Regions from separate parts of the Sus scrofa genome. Here all the other regions are linked to region 2. The links are chromatin contacts, called in public Hi-C and HiChIP or PLAC-seq maps. All regions are on one chromosome and are shown on one strand. The core of a region is the stretch at or near the end of the contact, and the rest is flanking DNA. Distances in the headings are between cores, read along the strand shown.

Evidence for each region. Hi-C and Micro-C count contacts between places; a contact is called where the count stands out from the background. HiChIP or PLAC-seq counts read pairs in DNA pulled down with a chosen protein or histone mark.
Region 1: a Hi-C map of liver shows a contact between it and region 2, with 4 times the contacts expected there. The contact joins two enhancer-like sites. A contact is called at or near these places in 4 of 47 Hi-C or Micro-C datasets (embryonic fibroblasts, fetal heart ventricle, heart right ventricle and 1 more) and 1 of 2 datasets of contacts at active chromatin or transcription factors (alveolar macrophages).
Region 3: a contact with region 2 is called in an H3K27ac HiChIP or PLAC-seq map of alveolar macrophages. The contact joins two enhancer-like sites. A contact is called at or near these places in 1 of 47 Hi-C or Micro-C datasets (embryonic fibroblasts) and 1 of 2 datasets of contacts at active chromatin or transcription factors (alveolar macrophages).

Annotation. Positions count from the first base shown.
Region 1 is chr7:88,199,768-88,204,239 of Sscrofa11.1, reverse strand. It overlaps AKAP13 (A-kinase anchor protein 13), which reads right to left. Exons shown (of 38, transcript XM_021099912.1): 27 at 3,727-3,975; 28 at 575-651. Among named protein-coding and RNA genes, the nearest start is that of KLHL25, 90 kb to the left of the region's middle. Within about 2 kb of position 2,064, at least 20 of the 83 cell types and tissues checked have an H3K27ac peak or open chromatin away from gene starts, as enhancers often do. A contact at or near this core is called in alveolar macrophages and liver, where this site is marked.
Region 2 is chr7:87,991,122-87,995,495 of Sscrofa11.1, reverse strand. The region is part of intron 2 of AKAP13 (A-kinase anchor protein 13); the gene reads right to left. Among named protein-coding and RNA genes, the nearest start is that of AKAP13, 100 kb to the right of the region's middle. Within about 2 kb of position 2,830, at least 26 of the 83 cell types and tissues checked have an H3K27ac peak or open chromatin away from gene starts, as enhancers often do. A contact at or near this core is called in alveolar macrophages and liver, where this site is marked.
Region 3 is chr7:88,168,115-88,172,487 of Sscrofa11.1, reverse strand. The region is part of intron 17 of AKAP13 (A-kinase anchor protein 13); the gene reads right to left. Among named protein-coding and RNA genes, the nearest start is that of KLHL25, 120 kb to the left of the region's middle. Within about 2 kb of position 1,862, at least 24 of the 83 cell types and tissues checked have an H3K27ac peak or open chromatin away from gene starts, as enhancers often do. A contact at or near this core is called in alveolar macrophages, where this site is marked.

The DNA.
Region 1 (4,472 bases), core at 815-3,314, 210 kb before region 2:
CATAAGACATGAATACAATAGTCTAACTCTTATGACAGCTTCCAACTAAGGTAAGACTAGCTGCCCTTTAAAAGCATATGGCTTAACAAACAATGGCAGATTTGGGAGAAAAAGAAATAACTCATTACTTCACTTACTTTATCAAACAGAAAAAAGATTTCCAAAAAGGAAACGAAAATTTAAGGCTATAAAGGTTCGAATCATGTTTTCTACATGATGAGCCCTTTCAGGTTCATCACAGAATCTGGTTGGAAATGTTTTAAATTGGCACAATTTGAAAAACAATTTATGAGCAATACTCTAGTGACAGATTTCTTTTTAGATCAAATACCAAAGGCCCTCAAAAGGATTATGAGGAAAAAGAAAAATAATTGGGAGACTCGGGGGTGGGGGGAGGTGGACAGAAAACTGCAAGAGCATGTAAGAAATAACTTGGAGGACTCTGTCCTGGGCCAGTTAAGTCTGAGGGGTGGGAGAGCAGTAATACTGCATTACACTCACGACTCACCCTCCCCGTATTAACTGCAAACTGAGCACTGTTAACTACAAACAGTAGAAGAACAATTCCACTTACCAGTGACGCAAAGATGTATTTCTGGTCTTTTTCTTGAAGGAAAACTAAAATGTCAGTAAGCAGGACCGCTTGAACCTCTGCAGAGTGGAGAGGAGAGACCAGTGAGCAGAACCAGCAAGAGCCTTCAGGCTTTATTAGAGACTAACTCAGCAGCACACCCACGGGCACATGGGGTGGAGATCACTCCTCCCGGATCTGGTCTTGAGACTTTCAGAAGCATTTTAAGATGGGATTTATCACCAAAGCTTTGTTGTAGGAAGGCTTAAAAGCACTCTGTGCTGGAACGATATATCCCATGAGCAAGGTTTTTAGAACAAAATACTTTTAAAAGTTGGGAAGCAGGACTCCAACAGATGTTAATGGCAACATATGCTACAAAATGCTCAGGTCACTAACTCTTCACTTCTGATCATAGTACTGGGAAAGGCGTGGGACAGCAGACAGGGAGGCTGCCAGAAGGTGAGGTAGAAGAATATCTCGGTTCAATGAAAGGCAGACTTCCTCCATACCCCTGGGAGGACGGGATGGCTGGACAATGGCCACTGGCAGCAAAAGTCCTTGTGAGAACCTCTCTGAGCCCCAGTTCCAACACACCACAGACAACCTCAACCTCTCTGCATCTCAGTTAAAACAGAACAAAAGCCAGATGAACATCTCTAGTTGGGCCCAGGAATCAAAAGAATGTCACAAACTCTTGCTCTAATTCTTTAGGAGTATGAAGTGACACTTTCCACTACCTCCTTGAGGGCAAACTGTGCTGTTCCTGGGGGTGGGCCATCTACTGAGATCTAACAGGCCGGCCCCTCTGTACCACCCTCATTCTGGAGAGGGGAGCCTATTTTGACTCCCTGGAGAGAAAGAACGGGCTGACTTATATGCAGTTCCCTTCTGGGTGGTCAGGCCCCTCCTGGCCTTTTCTACCACTTTTGCCAAAACTGGGGTCCCCTCTCTGTGTAATTCGTTGCGAAGCTATGAAGAAAACAGAAGCAAGAATGTCTGATTCCTAGGGAGGTCTAGTTTTTCAGCCTGGACTAGAGTAATTTTCCATGTACTACCATTAGTTTTGACAATTTTTTTAAAGTTTACTTTTAAATAGTTCAGGTGTCTGCCAAAAAAAAAAAAAAAGGTTCTAAAACACAAGTTTCAACTTTATTAGATCTTGAAGTTTATATGATCAGTGTCAGTAGATCAGAGAAAAACAATCCCATCCCTTTCAAAGGTTACCCAACATAGTACTGGCTGTTCTTGGCACAAGTTCACTTGGGGTGAAAATGACTAAACACCAATTCCTATCTCCACTGGAGACATTTCAGGCCAGAAAACGTATCGTTCTACCATTGCTTTGACCACAACTTTATTCCAACAGCTGGGATCTATTACTTTTTATTTTGGGAATGAATCAATAAAATGCTGTATAAAGGAAAGAACACAGTGCTGGCTCCAGGCAGCAGCAGCTCTAGGAAACCCATCCTTACAGGAGAGAAGAGAGAGGAGGTGCTTCTCAACTGCCAGGCTGCCTCAAAGCTGGTCCTGAAGTGGCAGTGAAGGCAGGGTCCTCAGCTGTGGGTCTCAGGACAGCTGAGTACCAGGGCTGGGAGGAAGGGGCCTCAGGGATCATTCGGTTCCAGTGCACCACGCAGCAGTGACATACATGGCTGGTTGGTGGCAGGAAGGGGTATTTCTTCTCTCTGAAATGGCCCTGCCTGGATAAGCCCTTCCTAGCACCCCTGTAACAGTGACTGCCCTCTTCACTCTCGCTGTAGCTACACCGCCCCCGGCAGCTCAATTATATGCACTCTAATCCACCCTTTTCCTGCTTAAAAGCCTCGATTCTGAATCCACTCTTCGCCCACTCCTATCACCAGGATCACTGTCAGCCCAGCAGTCAGTCCAGAGTACACACCCGCTCCAACCCGGCCCCCAGCTGATGCTGCAGCCTTATTTCCTGTCCCTCCCGGTCTCACTCTGCTGCTTGTCCCAGACCCTGACCACCCGCCCTTCTCCACATGCCAGACCCTTCATCTCTGCACTTCCACTTACTCCTCCCACCTGTCTGGCTCCCTCTTCATCCTTTGAGACTGAACTCATGTTCACCTCCCACCCTCACTGGGGCTGAGCGAGGCTCTCACAAGGACCTCTCAACCCTCTCCCAGTCCCCAGTCCACACCTCTCTTCCAGTCCCATCATACTGCGGAGCAAGAACCTCTTTACACGTCTTCATTCTGATCCCAATCTCAGAATGCAGGGTGTCCTGCTTCATTCACCTCTGAGACCAGCTGATCGCCTGGGACTTCTTTATAGTTGGCCTAAGCATGGTGAAACGCTAGCTAAGGACTCTTGGGAGTTCTGACAGTAGTGACCTACAGCATCACTTAGACTTCGGAGATGAGAAAAGCACCCGTTTCACTCACCTGAGCTGTATGCCAGTGGGCTGACAGCACCGGGCTGCTTTGTGTACTCAGCTCACTAAGGCCAGGGAGAGGGCTGGGTATACCCAAGGCTACTGGTGAGGTTAGAGTTACCAGACAGCACCAGAAAATATAGGTTTGATAAAAACAATTATTAAAGCAAACCCAGATGTACAGATGAGTTAATAAACCTAATTTCCTTAACGTGAAGGAGCTGATCACTTAAAAAGTAAAAACCAAAATCAAATGGACAAAAGAGTATCTTTTGTGCTCTCTTTTGCTTAGAGAAAGATTAAGGATATGAGTAACAAGGTTTAATAATAAATCTAGTTGCTGTTGAGTTAAACTTACGTTTCTCTAAGGTCTCAGGAACTGAAAATTCCTCTGACATCTCTTTGGAATGAGTGATGTATTTTTAATCTCAGAGTCTATGAACTGTGCAACTGACGGTGTTTCCCTCCTGGCAACTGTTTTGCCACACCCAAGCCCAACGGCGTCACCCACCTCTCCTAGGCCTGCATCGCTTCCTCATTATCTTACTGTATTTTGTACAGTGTTGTGAGCCTTCTCAAACCTGTCCTTTTTGATACAAGATTAGGAACAATTAAATGACTTGCTTCTGTGTGATGTGTGGACATGGGTCCCTAGGAACAATCTGGTGGTGAATTACTAAACAAACACACTTGGATTCGGCCTGCTCCCCTCTGGCACGTGCTTTTAGCCCCAGACAAAAGTGAGCCTCACCTTTCAACCTTCCTGCCGCACTCTTCAGAAACACGCCCCCATCCCGCACAAGCTTCTTCCGCTTCAGATCCTCCTTGGCAAACATCTGACCACTCTTCATCCTCATGATCGACTTGCTATCTGTCTTCGTATAAATCTCATTGAGACGGACTTTCTTTTCATAACTTGCCACTTTGCTGTTCACAGCTCCAATCACATCCTTCACCAGGCCCAGGGACTGAGCCAGATCTTCCTGCTCTGCTTCACTGTCTGAGAAGGAAAGAATAATTCTGTTTTGAATGGGTCCTTCCAGACAAGGGTAGGAGGAGGGGAAAGCCTGCATTCTTGCTCCACAAGAAGCAAGTCTTCCCTTTGTGGGCCCCCTGGCAGAGCAAGGCCAACACAGCAAAGGTCACGTGCCTACCCCCTGCTCCATTATACTTTAATTCTAAACAGACAATTCAATGATATATAGATAACATGCAACTGTATGCTATATTCTCAAGTGGAAGGAACCCAACACTTTTAGGGAGGGAGAGAAGGAGCAAGCAGTTTTTCATTTATGCTGTTATTTAGCTAATCCTTGATGTAACTGCCTAGGAGCAGGATCAGACACGAAAGAAACCGCAGTGATTCCATCACCTGCAGGTGGGAAGCATCTCCTAGTCTAGTGCTAAGTGATGAGCTGTTCAGGTCACTGAGTTCTTGATGGAATCACTAAGTGGTTCCTTCCCTTCTTGCTATCATTTACCACAAGTCTGGTGACA
Region 2 (4,374 bases), core at 1,581-4,080:
CAACTGAGAACCAGGCCAGGGTAACCTAAATTCTGCAGCCCTTAGCAGCTTTGATTATCTATGTAAATTATACTTATGCAAGAATAAACTATTTTAATTGCTAATGTTAAGCTCACTTTTTTCTGATCACTCCACTTGCACTCTCATCTTCTATTTCTGTTCAGGCTCTGAGGCTGGTTCCAATTAGCACACAGAGCACATTAATCAACTGTCCAAGTCTTCACCAAGGGACACAGAAATCGAGAGTCAAAAAGAATTGAATGTGATGGCAGGAAATCAAAGTTTTTTTCAAGATCTAAATGCGGAGTCAAATGGATATGCTCTTCTGATTTCCCTTCTTTAAATGGGCCTGGGAGTCATTCACAGGATTTGAACACTAGGTCCACCATAGCTGGAACCTTAGACCAGTTTGTTACCATTCTAAACTCTCACTTCACTGGCTCTAAAGTGTAAATACTGACCAAATCTTTTACATCTCTTGTGAAGGTTAATCAGGGAATGTGCATAAATGATAACCAGGGTACCTTGCCTAGAGGAAGTTCTCAACCAATACCAGTACCCTAACCTACATTTCCTTTCCTTGAGAAAACAGAGAGCAACATCATCCTAAGAAATAGTCCTTGGAGTTTCCATCGTGGCGCAGTGGTTAATGAATCCGACTAGAAACCATGGGGTTGCAGGTTCGATCCCTGGCCTTGCTCAGTGGGTTAAGGATCTGGCGTTACCATGAGCTGTGGTGTAGGTTGCAGACGCGGCTCGGATCCCACGTTGCTGTGGCTCTGGCGTAGGCCTGTGGCTATAGCTCAATTTGACTCCTAGCCTGGGAACCTCCATGTGCAGAGGGAGCAGCCCTAGGAAAGGCAAAAAGACAAAAAAAAAAAAAAAAAAAAATGGTCCTTCTTCTAAAACAAAGTTATAGAAATAGATATTGGTTTGTTTTGTGCATTTTAAACGAAAAGAATCCAGGGCCAAAGATATTCTTTCTTACGATGTTTCTCTACTGTGAAAATGTTTCTGCCTCCTCCCAGAAGCAATTACATGCAAAAACACTCAGTGCTAAGAAAGGAAGGAGGACATAAACAAACAGATCTGTTGGGGTCTGGAAATTTGTAATTAGAATGGCTCATCCCTTTGAAAATCTAACATATGTGGGTTTTATCCCAATCATATGGTGTGTAATGGTAACCATCCCTTACATAACCTTACAGCACGGTTGGAAATGAATTTCCATGTCATGTATGAGTATCTCTCTGCTTTAAAAAAAAAAAAAAAAAGTATTTCATTTTTTAAGGAAAAAAAACTTTCGGTTTTCCTGAGGGACACCTGGACCACAAATCTTGGGGACCTCAAAAGACGAGTTTATAACTGAATAATCTGGGAAATGAACCCCAAGTTTTCCCTCCTTAAATATGTCCTTACAGTCATTTTAGTTAGCAAATCATCAGCGTCCAGTATAAACCTTTCAAGTCAGTATGAAAGCCACAGCAATCAATTGTAGAATATTCTTAACCATAAAGTACTCAATGCCCCCGGAACATCTCGGCAACTGGTAAAACATTCTTCTTCTCCCCGCCCCCCTTTTTATGGCCAGATCCTCAGCATACAGAAGTTCCCAGGCTAGGGGTCAAATTGGAACTGCAGCGGAGGCCTATGCCACAGCAACACTGGATCTGAGTCACATATGTGAGCTATATTGCAGCTTGTGGCAATACTGGATTCTTAACTCAGTGAGCAAGGCCAGGGATCGACTCGCATCTTCACGGGCACTATGTTGTGTTCTTAACCTGCTGATCCACAACAGGAACTCCAGGACATTATTCTAATAGAGAAAAGCATCAAAGAGCCACAGGGGCTGCACTGGACAAGAAAAATGCCTTACTGTTCAGGATCTTCGCCTTCCCTTCCTTTTACTGGTCCCAGGCTAAAAAAACCCGCCTATCCGCCTGAAGAAGCTCTAAGTATAAAGATAAGTGTTTCACCAAGTAATTCAAAAGGATGGCTATTACTGACTTCCCTACATCAAAAATTACAATCCACATTGTGACTCTTTTTTTCTACTTAAGAGGGATTTCAATTAGTAACTGTAAACTACTCTCCAATGTGCCTACAGTGCATACACATTGGCTATCTAATCTTTACCTGTTTACTCCTCTGAAAAAAAGTTCAATGCTATCTTTTCAAACATTCCTCTTCTTTCAGTGATCCCATAGCTACCTTCTTCTCTCTTACTTAGCCCACTTATTCCCAGACTTACACCATGACTTCTCTGTACACGTACTCTGAATCCTAAATTTAAAGCACTGCCTCCTGCAAACAGGCTGGGCTAATTATTTTTGGATTCTGCTACCTGACCAGATCTACCACAACCCCCATGAAGCTTCAATCAAATCCCTCCATCTCTCTGTAGCTCAGTTTCTTCACTCTTCCAGAAAACTGAGCTCAACTGCCCCTAAAATACAATGATTCCTATGACTCATCAAACTGTCCTCCACCCCTGACCTCTCCCACAAAGTTCACTCCCACACAGAGAGCTGCCTGTGGGACAGTTACTTGGGTGCATCATCACAACTTTTTCTCCAGAAAAGTAAAGTGATGAGAGGAGAAAGGAAGTGACTTTCTCTAGCTTATAATCTACAGGATTAATCCAGTACTTTATTCTTGACCCTACTGTCTCTTTGTACCTCACCGAGCTTCCAGCCTGGCCTGGCCAGATTTCTTCTAGAATAAGCCTGGGGTCTGAGATAAGAGGCAACCAAAGACCCCACCCTTCTCCTCCTTCCGAAGTTTAAAAATCTTGCTTCCTTTTCAGCTGTTAGTCTGGGGGAGGATTTATTTACTGTTGCTAATGTCCACTTGCTAGGTTGCTAGGTCCGCTAACGATCAGTGTGTGTGGGTGGGCCTTTTTGTTTGTTTTAGAAATAGGAACCTTTGCTTCATGTGCCTGCCTTTTTCTTTTATCATCTGATAACATTCCCCATCTCCCATCCCTTCTGGGAAGTCTATGCTTTTATCCTGAGAAGGGCTCTACAGCCAAAGGGTACATGTACTATGTGCATAAAAATATAGCAGCCACTTCGTTTGCTCTAAGTTTTTTACTGCAAAAGAAAAGCTCAGACCATAAGTCCCATAAAGGCTAGAGATAATAACTCAGGATTCAAGAGATACAGGAATTATGTCTAGCATTACCTTTTCAATCTGCTAAGAGACTAGGTTATTTATTTCACAGAATACATCTCTAGAATAAAACACTATTGGACACTCTCAGCTACACTCCCCCTGGGGCTTCGGCACATATTCCCTTACAGCATATGCACAATAAAGACATTGTTATCACATTTATTTCCTTAGCAACATTATTAATCACAAAGATGATTACTAACCAAGACCCACACACACCCCCCAGAAAGTGGAAGTTCCCGTCATGGCACAGCAGAAACAAATCCGACTACGAACCATGAGGTTGTGGGTTCGATCCCTGGCCTCGCTCAGTGGGTTTAGGATCCAGAGTTGCCGTGAGCTATGGTGTAGGTTGCAGAGGCAGCTCGGATTTGGCGTTTCTGTGGCTGTGGTGTAGGCCAGTGGCTACAGCTCCAGTTAGAACCGTAGCCTGGGAACCCCCATATGCCGCAGGTGCGGTCCTACAAGGACAGAAGAGAAAAAAGAAAAAAAAAAAAAAAAAAAGAGCGAGAAAGAAAATGAAAGGCCTACTATCAAATCGTTATCATACATTGTTCATTTAGGTTCACAAAGGGACTAATAGCAAATTTTAGAAATGCGGGGTTTTTTCCTCCCAAGAAGCAATTTCAAGCATGAAAGAATATAAAAAACTAAGCAGAATTTTTAAATTACACTGTCCTCTGATAAATGAGATCCAAATTTGCTATTTAAAAACAACAACAACAAAAGTTTCTCAATACAAGAACATCCAATTTACACCTAATATATGGACCTTTTTTTTTTTTTTTCTTTTTAGGGCTGCACCTGAAAGTTCCCAAGCTAGGGGTCAAATGGCAACTGCATCTGCAGGCCTATGCCACAGCAACACCAGATTTAAAACACATCCACAGCCTACACTGCAGACTGCAGAATGCCAGATCCTTAACTCAGTGAGCAAGGCCAGGGATTGAGCCTGCAACCTCATGGATCATGGGATTCTTAGCTCCCTGAGCCCTCCTAAAACATGGATCTTAAAGATGACTACAGAGTAATACAACTATTTTTCCTCAAATAGGTAGTCCAAAATATTTCATTTAAACTAAGAATCCAGTCTGTCTAAGGCTGCAGCTCTACATTAGGATAAATCCAATATCCCCAAGAGGCCTGACTTGACCCCAAGCCATTGGAGGATCTAAAAATTCAGAGTATACTTACAGG
Region 3 (4,373 bases), core at 613-3,112, 180 kb before region 2:
GCCTCCTCAGCGAGCCATAGCTCAGCCACAGGGGAAGCAGGCAGCGAGTAGAAGAAAGGATGGTAACAGTCTGGGACCAGCCCCAAGGGGAGGAAAGATGGCTGCACAGCAAGAAAAGGGATCGAAGTTCTCCTCTGACTGCCTCCCACCCATCATATACCCCTAAAGTTAGGGCACCTCTCTGAGATTTCCTCCCTTACTCTAGCCAGAAGTACTGAAATATCCTCCACATATACATGTTCTGTTTTTACTCACTAGAATTTCAAGGTTTTTTTTTTTTTTTTTTTTTGCCCAATTTTCAAACTTGAGGGAGCAGGGATTTAAACCATGCAAACTTTAAGAAATATTAATGCATGCTAGATCCTTAACAAAACACCTAAGCAGTCAGGGACATTTCCAGTGCACACTACTCTTGGGGGACTAGGGCTGTGGGGTAAAACTAGCTCTCCATCAAAGATCCTTTGCAAGCATGGTTACGCAGACACTCAGCTGGTTAATCAACATCAAGTGAATCATTTCCTTCCAACGTAATCCGACCATGAACTACAATTCACAGAAGCAGGAAGAATGTATTCAGCAGTTGTCATGATCGCTAACTCTGGGGTACCATTTTCCAGGGCATAGAATACCTCTCATAATCTAAAAAAACTCCTGAAAAATGGGTACCCTGAAGTTAGTGGTCATGACAACTACTACATGCCTTACATTTTGAATCGATGCCTTCCATGTACATTGTTTCATCTGATTCAATAACTCTGAAGTGAATAGGGCGGGCATTATGCGTCTCATTTTCTAACTGATAAGAAAAAGATATAAAGAACAGCTCTAAGTTTGAACAGTTACTATGTGCCAAACACTGCAGTGAGCCAATAACATGAATTTTCCCGTAACGACTCAATGAAGCATGTACCATCTACTATCTCCATCTTGCATTTGAGGAGGCTGATGCTTAGAGATGTCTGATACCGCAATGGAGGCTGCATAACAATAACTAACCTAGCTGCAATTAAGACCCAGATCTGCCAACTCTACAGCTGGGCTCTAGTTTACTATGCTCTACTGTCAAGGGCTAGAGAGGTTTGTTGACTCACAGAAGGTCACACAGCAAACGATCTGCAGTTAAAATCAGAACCCAGGTCTTCTGACTTCCTATTCAGAACTCATGCACTATACTGAAATGGTGAATGTTTATTAAGTTTGATTTGTATAAAGCCCTTTGTGAACAGAATACACATAAAAAAATCCAAGAGCCAAATTGCTTTGCTTCACAACTATATAAAACAACAACAGAGGAAGGGAGAAAAACAAACTACCTCACTTTACAAAACAGGAAACTGCTCTGAGTAAAAATCAGTAACTGTTAAAGTATGTAAAACTTTAATAAAAATCAACCACGAAAATTGAGTTTTTTCGTGTAACTTTTTTCTTTTAACTACCTTTTGATGAAGGCTTCTCCACACATGAAATGTTAAACTGAACAGCACCTGACATTTTGCTGAAGAAAGCTAAAAAGCATGTTTCAAGAGATAAGAAAATCTTCTACGGCAACTAACTTATTCTCTCAAGCCTTCCTTGCAATGCTCTCAAAATCTGAGTAAATTAATAATTTCCTAACTCTTTGAAACAATCCAAACTAGCTCTTCCAAGGGTCAAAACAAAACAATAAACTCTACCATCTCTTCCTGTGTTTATTAGAATTTAGTGCTTTAAAGAAGTCAGGCTCTTACCTCCCCATGTTTTGGTCCTATGATTCTCACTGTTACGAGGGGTGCTTCATGAAACCGACCCCATCTTACCGACATGGTTCCACCCCCATGCCAGGAAGTGTGCTCTCACGGAAGGAAGGGCTCATGCCAGCAGGGCAGAGCCCAGCAGCTTTGAGCTGCCATGAGAACAACCATTACAGAAACTGTAAGAGGAAGCCGTAGACTGGTTGAGAAAGGGAAGGAGGGAGGGCTGAGGTTGCTTATTTCCTTAAGACAAGCTTAACTATTTGAATGCTGCCAGTAGAGCCAACTACCCTGTTACAAAAGACACAGGACATGAGACAGAACAAATTCTCCAAACACACTGTGTGGAGAGTATTTACGTTGCAAGATGGGAACTCTGGCAAGATTGAGGCCAATTTTTTAACACCTGAAGTTAAGGAACACATCTATTTAAACAGACGTCCTCATTTTATAAAAAGCGGTTAGTTTCCTAAGAAAATTTTTAGTGAGGTGGCTTGTGGTAAAGTGGTGATTGGTTGTTTTCTGAAGCTGGACTTTTCCAGATTCAACACCTCCCAAAATGCTTTAAAACGGTGTGCTGGGGAAATAGAAACTCATATTTAAAGAGAAAGATGAAGGTAACAACTACACTATGATACTATGAGGGGTAAATGATTTTTCATTTTTCTAAACCTACCATTTTAGACAAGTAATTACAATTGAAAAAAATCAGAGAACTCTCTGGAAAACTGTGAAACATGCTGTGATTAAAGCAACTGTCACACTGCAGATCTTTAATCAAAGACGGAATGAGAGAGATAATTATATTTAATGTTGATGCAGGCCTCTGCAAACACTACTCTACCCTAATCGGCACCTTTGAAACGCTGATGGATTTAGTTCTTTTTTAGACACACCACAGAAGCAGGAGTTGAAGCTCAATGTCTTGTTATGAAGTTACAGAGTATACTAGCAGCTGTGCAGGAATGTGATCCTTGCATCTGAAAATGCCTACTTCTCAAGTCAATTAAGAATTTGTCTAAAACATCTCTAACCATCTCCTAGTTGTCTGTAAAAAGGAAAGCTTGGAAGAAAGAAAATCAGTGTGACAGGATGATTTAAAGAGGGTCACCCTACACCCTTTATGAATGCAGACATTATGCATATTGCTGTTAAATACTCCACAGCAAGCAAATTTACTCAGCAGGAAACAGCACTACTTCTTGAAGATACTAAAAGACAAAAGCAGAAACTGCCAGTGTTCCTGTTATACTTCCTGTTTAAGGTTCTCCCTCTTTCAAAAAAGATTCAACATACTTACCTAATTTTTTTTTTTAATTTTTATTTTTTTGTCTTTTTGCCATTTCTTGGGCCGCTCCTGTGGCATATGGAGGTTCCCAGGCTAGGGGTCGAAATTGGAGCCATAGTCACTGGCCTACACAAGAGCCACAGCAACGTGGGATCCGAGCCGCGTCTGCAACCTACACCGCAGTTCATGGCAACGCCGATCTTTACCCCACTGAGCAAGGCCAGGGATCGAACCCTCAACCTCATGGTTCCTAGTCAGATTCGTTAACCACTGCACCACGACGGGAACTCCGATACTTATCTTATTAATAACTCATGCCAGTTAATGATAATTCATAAAAGGACATATAAGAGCTCAGTCCTCAATTTCTCAAAAATTTCTTATATACTGGCTACAGGTATGAGACTATATATTATATAGTATATATTATGTTATACATAAAGTATATTATATATACTATAGAGTGTTTACACTAATTAACATTAAAAAAACTAGTTCTAGGAGTTCCTGTCGTGGCTCAGTGGTTAAGGAATCCGACTAGGAACCATGAGGTTGTGGGTTCAATCCCTGACCTTGCTCAGTGGGTTAAGGATCTGGTGTTGCCGTGAGCTGTGGTGTAGGTCACAGACGCAGCTCAGATCCCAAGTTGCTGTGGCTCTGGCGTAGGCTGGCAGCTACAGCTCCGATTCGACCCCTAGCCTGGGAACCTCCATAAGCCGCGGGAGCGGCCCCAGGAAAGGCAAAAAGACAAAAACAACAACAACAAAAAACTAGTTCTAACATCTATATCAGCATTTTCAATTTTTTAAGCATTATGGAAAAGTAATATTATCCAGCAGTTTTGGGTGGCGGAGCCCATGGCATCCGGAAGTTCCAGGGCCAGGGACTGAACTAGAGCTGTAATAGTGGCAATGCCATGTAGTTAAGCTGTGGGCCACCAGGGAAGTCCACAACAGTTAGAAAAACATAAGAGCTGCATCATCATACCAAGAAAATATTCAGTTATTTCTGGATTATCATTTAGAGAATAAAACACTTCTGAATGGTAAAGCTCTACTGCGGGTACAATGGCAAAGAAAGACAAGGCATTTAATATAACTTTACATAAAATGTATTATGTCACCATTTCCCATATTTCTTCTACCTTTTGGTACACTGACAAAAACTCAGCTATTCTATAGGAGGCTCTAAAACAATCTTTTAAAAAGTGAACTGGTAATAATTTTCTAAGGTGACTCTTATGCTCCTAATATATTTGGCTACTGGGGCACTCAACACCTGTGACTATGTGAAACAGATTGCAATCCAGGGTTATAGATTTGTAATTTTTTGAGTTTCCATTGCTAGAGATAGCA